Linked DNA regions of Hordeum vulgare: region 2 is linked to region 1. A link is a contact called in public Hi-C data. All regions are on one chromosome and are shown on one strand. The core of a region is the stretch at or near the end of the contact, and the rest is flanking DNA. Distances in the headings are between cores, read along the strand shown.

Region 1 (5,019 bases), core at 112-2,611:
ACTGAACCTATCTCGGTTCCCTGGTTGAATAACACTTGCACGAGACTACAATATGAAAGCTTGTGAGAGAGAGCCACGTTCTACCTCGATCATAAGTGTGAGGAGATCATGATGTATTGCAATCTTGTTGGCACCTCTGGTTCCGACTCTCTGGACTACGACCTTGAGTCGCACCGAAGAATCTAGTTAGTAAGCAACTATTCAGTCATAATATCTTGGTATTTCGTTGAACTTTCATTTAACATGTTATATGCTAGCTACTAGCCATACTATGTCAATTAGGTGATTTGTTGAACTTAGATGATATCACTTGGCTCTATTTAGTAATGACAAAATTGAATATGATATGCTATTACTATTGCTGTTAAATTAAAAATGTTATCATTTGGGTAGTAAAATGTTGTCGTGCATTTTTTATGTGTACAATTCAAATTAGTGGTGTGTTCCTATCATGACATTGCCACTATTGATGAATATTACTGGTGGTGTGTCTTGTCATCACATGCCATGAGTATATGCCTTCACGTGACACGCCACCAGCATATTTGTTAGTGATGACGTGGGGGGTCCAAACGCCATCAGTGTATTTTATCGGTGTGCCATATACCGTTGGCATGAAAGCGATACGCCACAAAGATGATTTTTGACACACCATCAATAGCATTTTGTGTGCTAGTGTATGTATGTTTTTCCTACGATCAATCATGTCACTTGAAATTCATGACAGAGCATCAAATAGTTTCACCGGTGTAATTGATAATTTACATCTTTCGTAAACAAATGTTTCATAAAGCATCACTTTGATTAATTTCTTGTGTAAGCTATGTCCACGTCGATATGGATCGCAGCACCCCGTATCAGATCCTAAGTCTCTCGGTAAGTTATCTAAACATCATCACACACACCACTTGTCACTAATAGATAGGGCCAGAGCCCACTACAAACACAAATGCTACATTTATGATGGATTCTCTCCAGATCCATCTCTACTCTCTCTCGCGCGCGCACGCACACAATTCACATTCCTCAGCCCACTCATATGAGGAACATATCAAAACCGAAGAACGCATGCGTGGCTGAAAACGAGGAGTACATCAATTTGAAGACACATAAAATCTTTTTCGGCGGGTCTTGGACGACACGGGTCGACAACAAAATCGGACGAATGTGATGTAAGCCTAACAATAAACAGAAGAATAGACGTCTACATCGAGCTAAAGATGCCGTTTGTTTTTCAAGCCACGCAAAGAAGAAGAAGAAGAAGAGGAAATCGTTTTTTTCCCCGCTCAAGGTGAATTCCAGAATTAGAAGAGGCTGAAATTCCTGTTACAAACATGCGGTTGGACCGCATCGGTAGGCAATAATTGGTTGTGGAAAAATTATTGGAAGGCCGCTTGAGCACTTGATGACTAGCAGGCAACCAAGAGAGAGCCACAGCAGTGTGCATGCATGCTACTAGTAGTATACTGTAGATCTCATTGCCTTGGGTATCTAGGCCTGGAGGGGAGTAGTACGCGCGATCTCACGTCACACTGTGCGGTAAAATAGAAGGGAACAATCATGTAGTAGCAGGTAGGGAGGCAGGAGAAGGAGGAGTACACGACAGAGCAGAGTGAGCGGAGCGGAGCGGAGCCATGGCTAAAAGGGGGGAGGAATCTCAATCTGCACAGTGTGGTTGTGGTGCGAGGGGCGCTGCATATATGCTCTACCAAATTTCCCCACTCCGATGGGCGGGCGGGGCCATCCATAAAAAGGAGACGGGAGAAGATATCGTCGTGGTTTATAAGCAAGCAATCCAATCCACCTCCCCTCCCAGCCGATTATTATCCCCTTCCATTCCCCTTCCATCCCCGCCAGCAAGCAAACCGAGAGGAAAATCCGGTGTCGTTCGTTTTACCCCTCTGTGTGGAGTTGGTTTTACATTTCCGCCCCATGCCTGGTGAAAAGTAACCGCAGACAGGCCAGGTCAGGTCCCTCCAGCGGAGAGAAGAGATGCCCACGCCGGTGCCCGCGGCGAGGCAGTGCCTGTCGCCGGCGGCCGTGACGGCGCTCGACGCCGCGGTCGTCTCCGCGCGCCGCAGGGTGCACGCGCAGACCACGTCGCTGCACCTCGTCGCCGCGCTGCTGGCGCAGCAGGCCCCGCCGCTCCTGCGCGACGCGCTCGCGCGGGCCCGCAGCGCCGCCTACTCCCCGCGCGTGCAGCTCAAGGCGCTCGAGCTCTGCTTCGCCGTCTCCCTCGACAGGCTCCCCTCCGCCTCCTCCGCGTCCGCGTCGACGTCGGCCTCGGGCGCGGACGAGCAGCCGGAGCCGCCCGTGTCCAACTCGCTCATGGCCGCCATCAAGCGCTCGCAGGCCAACCAGCGCCGCAACCCGGACACCTTCCACTTCTACCACCAGGCCGCGTTCCAGGCCGCCACCGCCGCCTCGCAGGTCAGGGTCGAGCTCTCGCAGCTCCTGCTCGCCATCCTCGACGACCCCGTCGTCAGCCGCGTATTCGACGACGCCGGCTTCCGCAGCGCCGACATCAAGCTCGCCATCCTCCGCCCCGCGCCGCCCATGCCGCTGCTCGGCCGCCTCCCCACGCGGGCACGCCCGCCGCCTCTCTTCCTCTGCAGCTTCGCCGCCGGCGACGACGCCGACGTGCCTTCGCCCGCCGGGAGCGCCGCCGGCGCCGGCGAGGAGAACGGCCGCCGCATCGCCGAGATCCTCGCCCGGGGCCGCAACCCCATGCTCGTAGGTGTTGGGGCAGCGTCCGCCGCAGCCGACTTCGCCGCGGCCTCGCCGTACCGCGTCCTCCCCGTCGGTCCAAACTCCATCGACCAAACACAACTCAGCGTGGCGGCGGCGATGGCTAGCGCCACCTCCGGCCTCGTCATAAGCGTCGGCGACCTCAGAGAACTGGTCCCCGATGACGGCGAGCTCCAGGAACGAGGGCGCCGAGTGGTGGCGGAGGTGACGCGGGTGCTGGAGACGCACAGAGAGGGGCGTGTCTGGGTGATGGGGTGGTCGGCCACCTACGAGACCTACCTCACCTTCCTCTCCAAGTTCCCCTTGGTTGACAAGGACTGGGAGCTCCAGCTGCTGCCGATCACGGCGGTGCGCGCCGGAGGACTCATGCCTCCGGCAACCACGCCACCTGCTTTATCCAAGTCCGCTAGGTGAACAAGCCCTTTCACTTTTGCACATACAGTATATATCTTTCATAATTGTTTATGCTTAGGATTTGATTGGCATCCATTTGGTGGCTGACTGGTCTCCATGCTTAGTTTATTATCCGGATGTTTCTTAATTCCAAATTACTACACGTACGATACTTCTTGTCCGACCTATTTTTTATTAACACAAACGCATACATTCATCCCTATGAATATACATGCATATCTTATATTCATGAGCACCTTTAAAAGACTGAGCCGATATATCATATTGAGATTTATGAAGTTACCGTAGACGCCTCGTCGTCATCGACGGAAACGTCTCCTCTTACTGAAAACATATCACCGGAAATCTTGAAATAAATCCAGAAATAATGCAAGCACCAGCACTTGAACCCTGACGGATTGGGATATCACCATTTCTTTAACCATTTAATCACATGTTGGTTTGATTGTCGGACCTCCTAGTGTACTAGTTTATGCCCTTGATTTTAGTTTAGTGTTTTAGTTACAAATATGCTTGTACGCCCATTGTAAGCAGCATTGGGTATTCTTAAGCGATGTATGCTTGATTTGAGTGTAATACTACAATAACTAGTAGAGTGCAGGTAGCTCAATAAGGCCTTTAAATATATACTCCCTCTGTTCCTAAATATAAGTCTTTCTAGGCATTCTACTAGAAGACTACATACGGATGTATATAGACATACTTTAGAGTATAGATTCATTCATTTTGCTTCGTATGTAGTCATCTAATGAAATCTCTTAAAAGACTTATATTTAGGAACGGAGGGAGTATAAATGTAGCGAGCACATATAACATATACCAGCTCCCTTGTATGGCGCCCTCCACGGCGATCAGGGGCCAACCCAGCGCCCCGGCCACCGCCCCCTCCCTCCTCTCCTTCACCTCGTCGTCTCCAGAGACGTGCACCGGCTAAGCCTGGGTGCCGCCTGTGATGGAGACGACGGAGATCTAGGCTGCAGCCCCATGGTCTGGAGGGACCGGCGGCGCAAGATCGTCCTTTGGTCTTGGTCTTTTCCGGCGGTTCGGCGCTGATCCGGCGACTTCGTGGGGAGGGCAGATCAGGAGGAGATGTGGCCATGGTTGACTGGTAGGTGGTGCCTCCGGTTAGATCTGATCTGGCCGGTGCCGCTGGCAGTGGTGGCCATCTCCTCCATCGGAGGTGGTCGGCCTGAGGCTGGATGGTTAGATCTCGAGATCCGCCATCTAGTTCCGGCAGCGAGTCGGGAAGACATAGTTGCCGGTGAAAACTGAGCCAATGGCAGGCGATGGCGGCGTTCTCCTCTGGGGAAAACCCTAGACCACCGCCCCCTCCCTCCTCTCCTTCACCTCGTCATCTCCAGAGACGTGCACCGGCTAAGCCTGGGCGCCGCCTGTGATGGAGACGACGGAGATCTAGGCTGCAGCCCCATGGTCTGGAGGGACCGGCGGCGCAAGATCGTCCTTTGGTCTTGGTCTTTTCCGGCGGTTCGGCGCTGATCCGGTGACTTCGTGGGGAGGGCAGATCAGGAGGAGATGTGGCCATGGTTGACTGGTAGGTGGTGCCTCCGGTTAGATCTGATCTGGCCGGTGCTGCTGGCAGTGGTGGCCATCTCCTCCATCGGAGGTGGTCGGCCTGAGGCTGGATGGTTAGATCTCGAGATCCGCCATCTAGTTCCGGTAGCGAGTCGGGAAGACATAGTTGCCGGTGAAAACTGAGCCAATGGCAGGCGATGGCGGCGTTCTGCGTCGTTACCTTGAGGAAGGCATCGTCGTGTAACTACCGTCGACCCACTCGTGCTGCTCTGGGGAAAACCCTAGGATCTGGTCTTCCAGATCGGACGATGATGGTACTGCGGT
Region 2 (5,409 bases), core at 1,605-4,104, 370 kb before region 1:
ATCTTAAATCCATACAACCCATGCAACTACTACGTCGACGCACACATGTCGTCCGACTACTCTGTCATTGTTAAACATGCCATCGTACTACCAAAAATTGGCATGTTTGGCTATGGTGGAGATCATCCACGACTGCCCTTGTCCTTCCCGACGCCCTTGCCATCCTTGTCGTGGAAGTACCGGTCGAACATGCAGTATGAACTGAGCCGGATTTGCTCGTCGCCGGAGCTGTCCTCGCCGCCGCTCACCTCCTTATCCTCCTTCGATGGTAGTTTGGCCATTTCACGGACCGCCCAGTTCTCCTCGTGGGAGAGGGCGCACGTGTTCCGCCGCTGTCGTTTCTTCAAAATGCGGGCGTGGATGGCTTCCTCGTTTGAGGCCGCCCGCGCCGCCGCATCAGCCGCCTCTGCCTCTGCCATTTCCTCCATGAGATAGGCCTCGGCGATCCTTATCCTCTCCTTCCCATGGCAGGCAGCGCGTTCCCGGTGGGACTCGAAGTCCGCGGGTCCGGTCGATGGATCCGCCCGCCTGGACATGGATGATTCCACCCGAGAGGATCCGAGCGGCCTTTGAGTGGACACTATGGAGTCATGGCGGACAGATCCTCCTCTCGGCTGGGCACTGTCCACGTGTGAGCGGCAGAGTGCAATGCGAACCACCATGGCCTCCTCCACTTTGCACAGGACGACCCCTAGTCGGTGGATCCAGACTGGTCGGAGTAGGATCCGTTGGAGGCCATGCCGAAGAAGGCCTGAGATCGCCGGAGGTGAGCTTGGGTGTCAGATGGGAGTGGAGTGGAGTGGAGTGAAGTGGCTAGGGTTTGGTCCGACCAACGAATGAGGACGAATATATGTAGGGTCGATGCGGGCCAGTGTGGGCCAAGCGGGCGTTCCCGTACTCCCCTATATCCGCCCCATATTTGGAATGGAAATGGGGGTTGCCGATCAGCCCGGGCATTTGCGGCCGGTTTGAGAGGCCCGTCTGGATTGATTTTCTGTGACTAGTCTCTGTCCGGGCGGCCCGCGCAGATGTTTGAGGAGGGTTTGAGGTGTCCAACTGTAGATGCTCTACGCACCTTTTTTTAAGATGGCACAGTAAGAACATTTTTTGAAGTATACAGAAGAACATGACGTTATCCTGTGTAGCATGATTGCTACGTTACATTTTCTCAAAAAATAAAGAAAGTTGCTTGGTCACATAGGCTTTTGCTCTAGACAGGAAATCACATCCCCACAAAGAAAAAAGATAGAAATCACCATCGCAAGAACATATCTACAACCGAGCGCCTCAAACCGACCTCAAATGCCCGTATGGCCCATCCTATCACTGCTCTATCAGGAAAATATGACACAGACGGGGCCGTCAAACGGGCCTCAAATGCCCTGGCTAATCGGCACCCCTCATATCCAGTCTAGATATGGGACACATACGAGGCATCCGGGCGTGTCCGCCACGTAGGACTGATGATGGGGTCCCATGTGGAATCGCCCGAAACCTGGTGGTCCGACGGACGCCTCCTCCGTCGCCACAATGTGAATGTCGTATGGCGCCGCTCCGGCTCGTTACCCGAGGTCAAATCCGGCTATTTAAGCCAGCCGGCATCCCCCAGCCGTAGCACATTCACCTCCTTCCTCCCCGCGCCGCCACCCGAGCCTGTCCGCTTCCTCTCCCACGCTCTTCGGCATCACCATGGTTCGACGGAAGATCACTACCTACGTGATGCTCACGTCAGGATGCCGAAGACAGACCATGAAGGAGATCCAGGACAGACACGCCGCCCTCATTGTTGTCGGCCTGCCTCCAGACTCGTCGGAGCCAGAGGAGGAGGGAGAGCAGCAGTCGAAGGCGATGGAGGTGGCGGATCTGGAGGAGGACGAGGCAGAGCAGTCTACTCCGAGGGTTCAACATGACAGAGGCGGAGGCGGAGTTCGCCGGCACCCAAGCCGAGGAGATGACGGAGAATGAGGCTATCCTGAAGTCCATCCAGGATGAGTCCTATGTGGAGGCCAACCGAGAGTTCCTCTGGCAGAAACAGACAGAAGCCGACGCGCTCTTCGCCGAACTCGATGCAAAAATGAAGGAGGAGGAGGCCAAAGCGGAGTGCCAGGAGGGGGCGGAGCTACAGCTGATGCCCATTTACCCGTCGGAGAGCACGTAGATAGTCCACATCTTCGACGAGGAGTAGCTAGGTGATGTATTTTTTTGCGAGAAATAGCTAGGTGATGTATGCATGACGTAGTTTTTTTGTTTGCATGCTTTTGTATGGATTTAAAAATTAAGTATGAAATGTTTGGATGCAGTTGCGTTAATTTAAGATATGTCCACTCACTCTTTACGGATGCGTCGGAAGCGTCCGTAACCTTTTAAGGGGTTATATTTGTCATACATGATTGTAGATGCTTTTAGTTTAATCTGGTTTGTGAGAAAGGACTATTGGAGTTCCTATACACATTATGGGAATGCGCTTATAGGGATTAATGCATGTTCATGCAGAGTGTTTTTAATTGCATAGTGTGGAAGTATCGATGAAGTGGGAAGAAAGAAAGGGATAGGCAAATGTGAAACCGGAGACAGGGAAGTCGGCTCGTTGGGTAGGAAGCCTCGAGGCTGGTGTGTATTAATGTATCGGTTTTCGCTCAGTTTTTTATAAAATAATCAATTTTCTTGTTTTCAATGCAAGTGCAAAGCTTATGTTGGTTTCTGAATAAAAAAAAAGGGAAACCGGAGACGTGTGATTTGGCTAGTGCACGCCACCTTTTGGCCAGATCTTTCGGACGGCAGGCAAAAAGCGGCGAGGACCTTTACCATGACATGACGCGACGCTGGTGCTAGCGCCAGACCGCCAGTGGAGGCACCGCACCAAAAGGTTTCGCGCATCCTGCACGTACGTGTTCCTGCTACATCGAGGCCGAGGGCAGGCAGGGAGGAGGAATTCCGCTTCCTTTCCGATCCACCGACGACTGCAACATCCTCCATCGCCCAGCCCAGCACACGTACTCCATTTCCTCTTGCGTAGCTTCTTCCCTGCTCTGCTCCGCTCCACTCCTACATGTGCATCACACGCACTGCACACTGCACACAAACATATATACCCTGGGTATATTCTGCACCTCCTATTCTGCAGCTGCTGACTTTGGCTACGCATAATTATTCGCCGTCAGTGATGCACTTTCCACTCAAAAGCCACCTTCTTTTCTTTTCCTCCTTTGCTTACAGTAAGCCGGCTTTTCCCCTTCTCGGTCGAATCTTGCTCCAACGGAGGCGATGGTGGTGGTGGTGGTGGTGGTGGAATAAAGCGCGCGGCTATCGCATCACTACGTGCCGACCGGAGACTTTGCAATACTAGTAGTGCTATAGAGAAAAGAAAAATGATGCGTTGGTTAATGGAGATGGAGATGGAGATGGAGATGCATACTGCATGTTGTCCATTTGGGAGGGGAGTGCACTTGTGTATCAGCATGGCAACTCGCCGCGGATGATGCCTCTTCTTGTCATCAACCAACCTAGCTAGTAGCTACTGCCTGGCTAGTGCATGGTTCATGATCCCAACCTTGACCGAATGCTCTCTAGGTGTCACTAAGCATATAGGCGTACATTTGAACAACTTTCGAGTGCCATGTTGGCCCTGTTTTTCCACTAATATTGTCGATTCAGGGTTGCATACAAGTTGTTTAGAAAAAATACCATTTCCTTTTTTACTAGTACTATGATGGAATTACGGTCCTGTTTGTTTCTAGCTGCTGCTGTTATTTTAGCTTCTCTCATACCTTCACATCTATTGTCAATTGGCCTGCTTTTGCATCGTTCAAAAGAAACGGTATAAGCTTTTGCTGTTGACAAAATTGTTGTGCTGAAAGATGTATCATCATTCTCCTGCTTTGGTTAGCTTGCCAGAAAATCAATCTGCCTGCGAGGGAAAAAACAATATGCATCACAATTCACAAGCTTCCAAGACACCTGTCGACTGGCTCCATGAATTATAGGACCCTTTTCGCTTTAGGAGGGGGGGGGGGGGGGGGGGGGGGGGCTGTAGAGGGGGGCCATGGGCCATGCCATTTTCATCAGAATTCAGAAAGATATGGTAGGTACTGTAGGGGCAAGAAGGGACATGCATGCACCTCATGCAAGCACATGGAAGTTGATAGTGAAGAACATACTTTTGTTGTTGATGATGTTGATGGAGGGTATGGGCATCTCAGGGATCACACTACTATGCTAGAATTTGACAATTCTACGGTGCATTCTGGCAGGGGATGCAACCTCCTTTTACACTTATTTATTTATTTCTAAACACAAATTTAGTTCCGTGCATTAAAAAAACTAATAGCAGGGGAAATCGCCAAATCCTGTAACTACAATCATGTTTTCTCCTGGCCATGGATTTTATCCCGTGAGTGAAAATTTACTTCGGGAAACCGAGCAACCTAAATTGTTGACTAAAAAATTAGCGGAGAATAAATTGTTGAAGTCTACTACTCCCTTCAATCCATATAATTGTTGCTCCTTTAGTATAATTTTAATATAAAATTGTACTAAAGCATCGTCAAGCAACGTGGAAGTACTGAAAACAGCTAGTCAATCACCCTAAGGCTTGCTTTGTCCCACTAAAGAAAGCATGCATCTCTCATGCAGGAAAAATAATAGAAGGAGGACATGGTGTTTTGGCCCGTGAGCTCATCTACACCCGTCATGAATGGTAATTTTTGAAAAATACTAGCTAAATTCCAAAAAATGATGTTTTTTTTGCATGGAAGATGTTTCAGTGTGTAAGGTTGGTGCCAAATTTCAGCTCGTTTGGACGTCTGAGTAGCTCTCAGATAAAACACAAATTTAGGGTTAGTGAAACGGTGTACGGTTTGGATGTTTTTTGTGCTGAGAGCTACTCAAATGTTTAAAAATAGCTGAGTTTTGACACAGACCTCACACACTGAAACATATTTCATGCTAAAAAGTCAGATTTTTTATTTTGTTTAGTATTTTTGGATTTTATTGTTCATGGGATGCAGATGAGCCTGAGCATAGAAATGGATATTCGATACAAGGATTGCTTGTAAAACTAATTTGTAGCTCATGCCATGTTGATTCGCGTGCAAGGTATGTTATGGATCGGAAATCCAATTCGGCACTTGGGAGCATATGCTTCTGTGCATCAAGAATATTTTTTCAAGTGTTAAAAATAAGATGAATTCATTGTCACACTCAAATCTCACCTACAATTTTTTAGGGAAATGCTTATACATTTTGCCTTAAGTAAAAATAAAAAACAAGTCAAATGTCAAATGTTACACTTAATTATATTTTCACCGATAAAGCATGGCTATCCGTTTCGCGTGAAATTATCAAGCACACTTGTTACACTAATAAGAACATCTATAAAAAAACCAGAATTTGTAAATTTTATTCATTATT

Evidence for each region. A called contact is a pair of places that touch in the nucleus more often than the background predicts.
Region 2: a contact with region 1 is called in a Hi-C map of leaf, with 3 times the contacts expected there. The contact joins the enhancer-like site here to the promoter of LOC123451806 in region 1. A contact is called at or near these places in 2 of 6 Hi-C or Micro-C datasets (leaf and seedling) and 1 of 1 datasets of contacts at active chromatin or transcription factors (embryo).

Annotation. Positions count from the first base shown.
Region 1 is chr5H:334,599,557-334,604,575 of MorexV3_pseudomolecules_assembly, reverse strand. LOC123451806 (protein DWARF 53-like) reads left to right here and starts at 1,361. Exons shown (of 3, transcript XM_045128347.1): 1 at 1,361-3,158. The coding sequence starts at 1,993.
Region 2 is chr5H:334,975,211-334,980,619 of MorexV3_pseudomolecules_assembly, reverse strand. No RefSeq gene overlaps it. Among protein-coding and RNA genes, the nearest start is that of LOC123395108, 170 kb to the left of the region's middle. Within about 2 kb of position 2,854, at least 2 of the 3 cell types and tissues checked have open chromatin away from gene starts, as enhancers often do. A contact at or near this core is called in leaf, where this site is marked.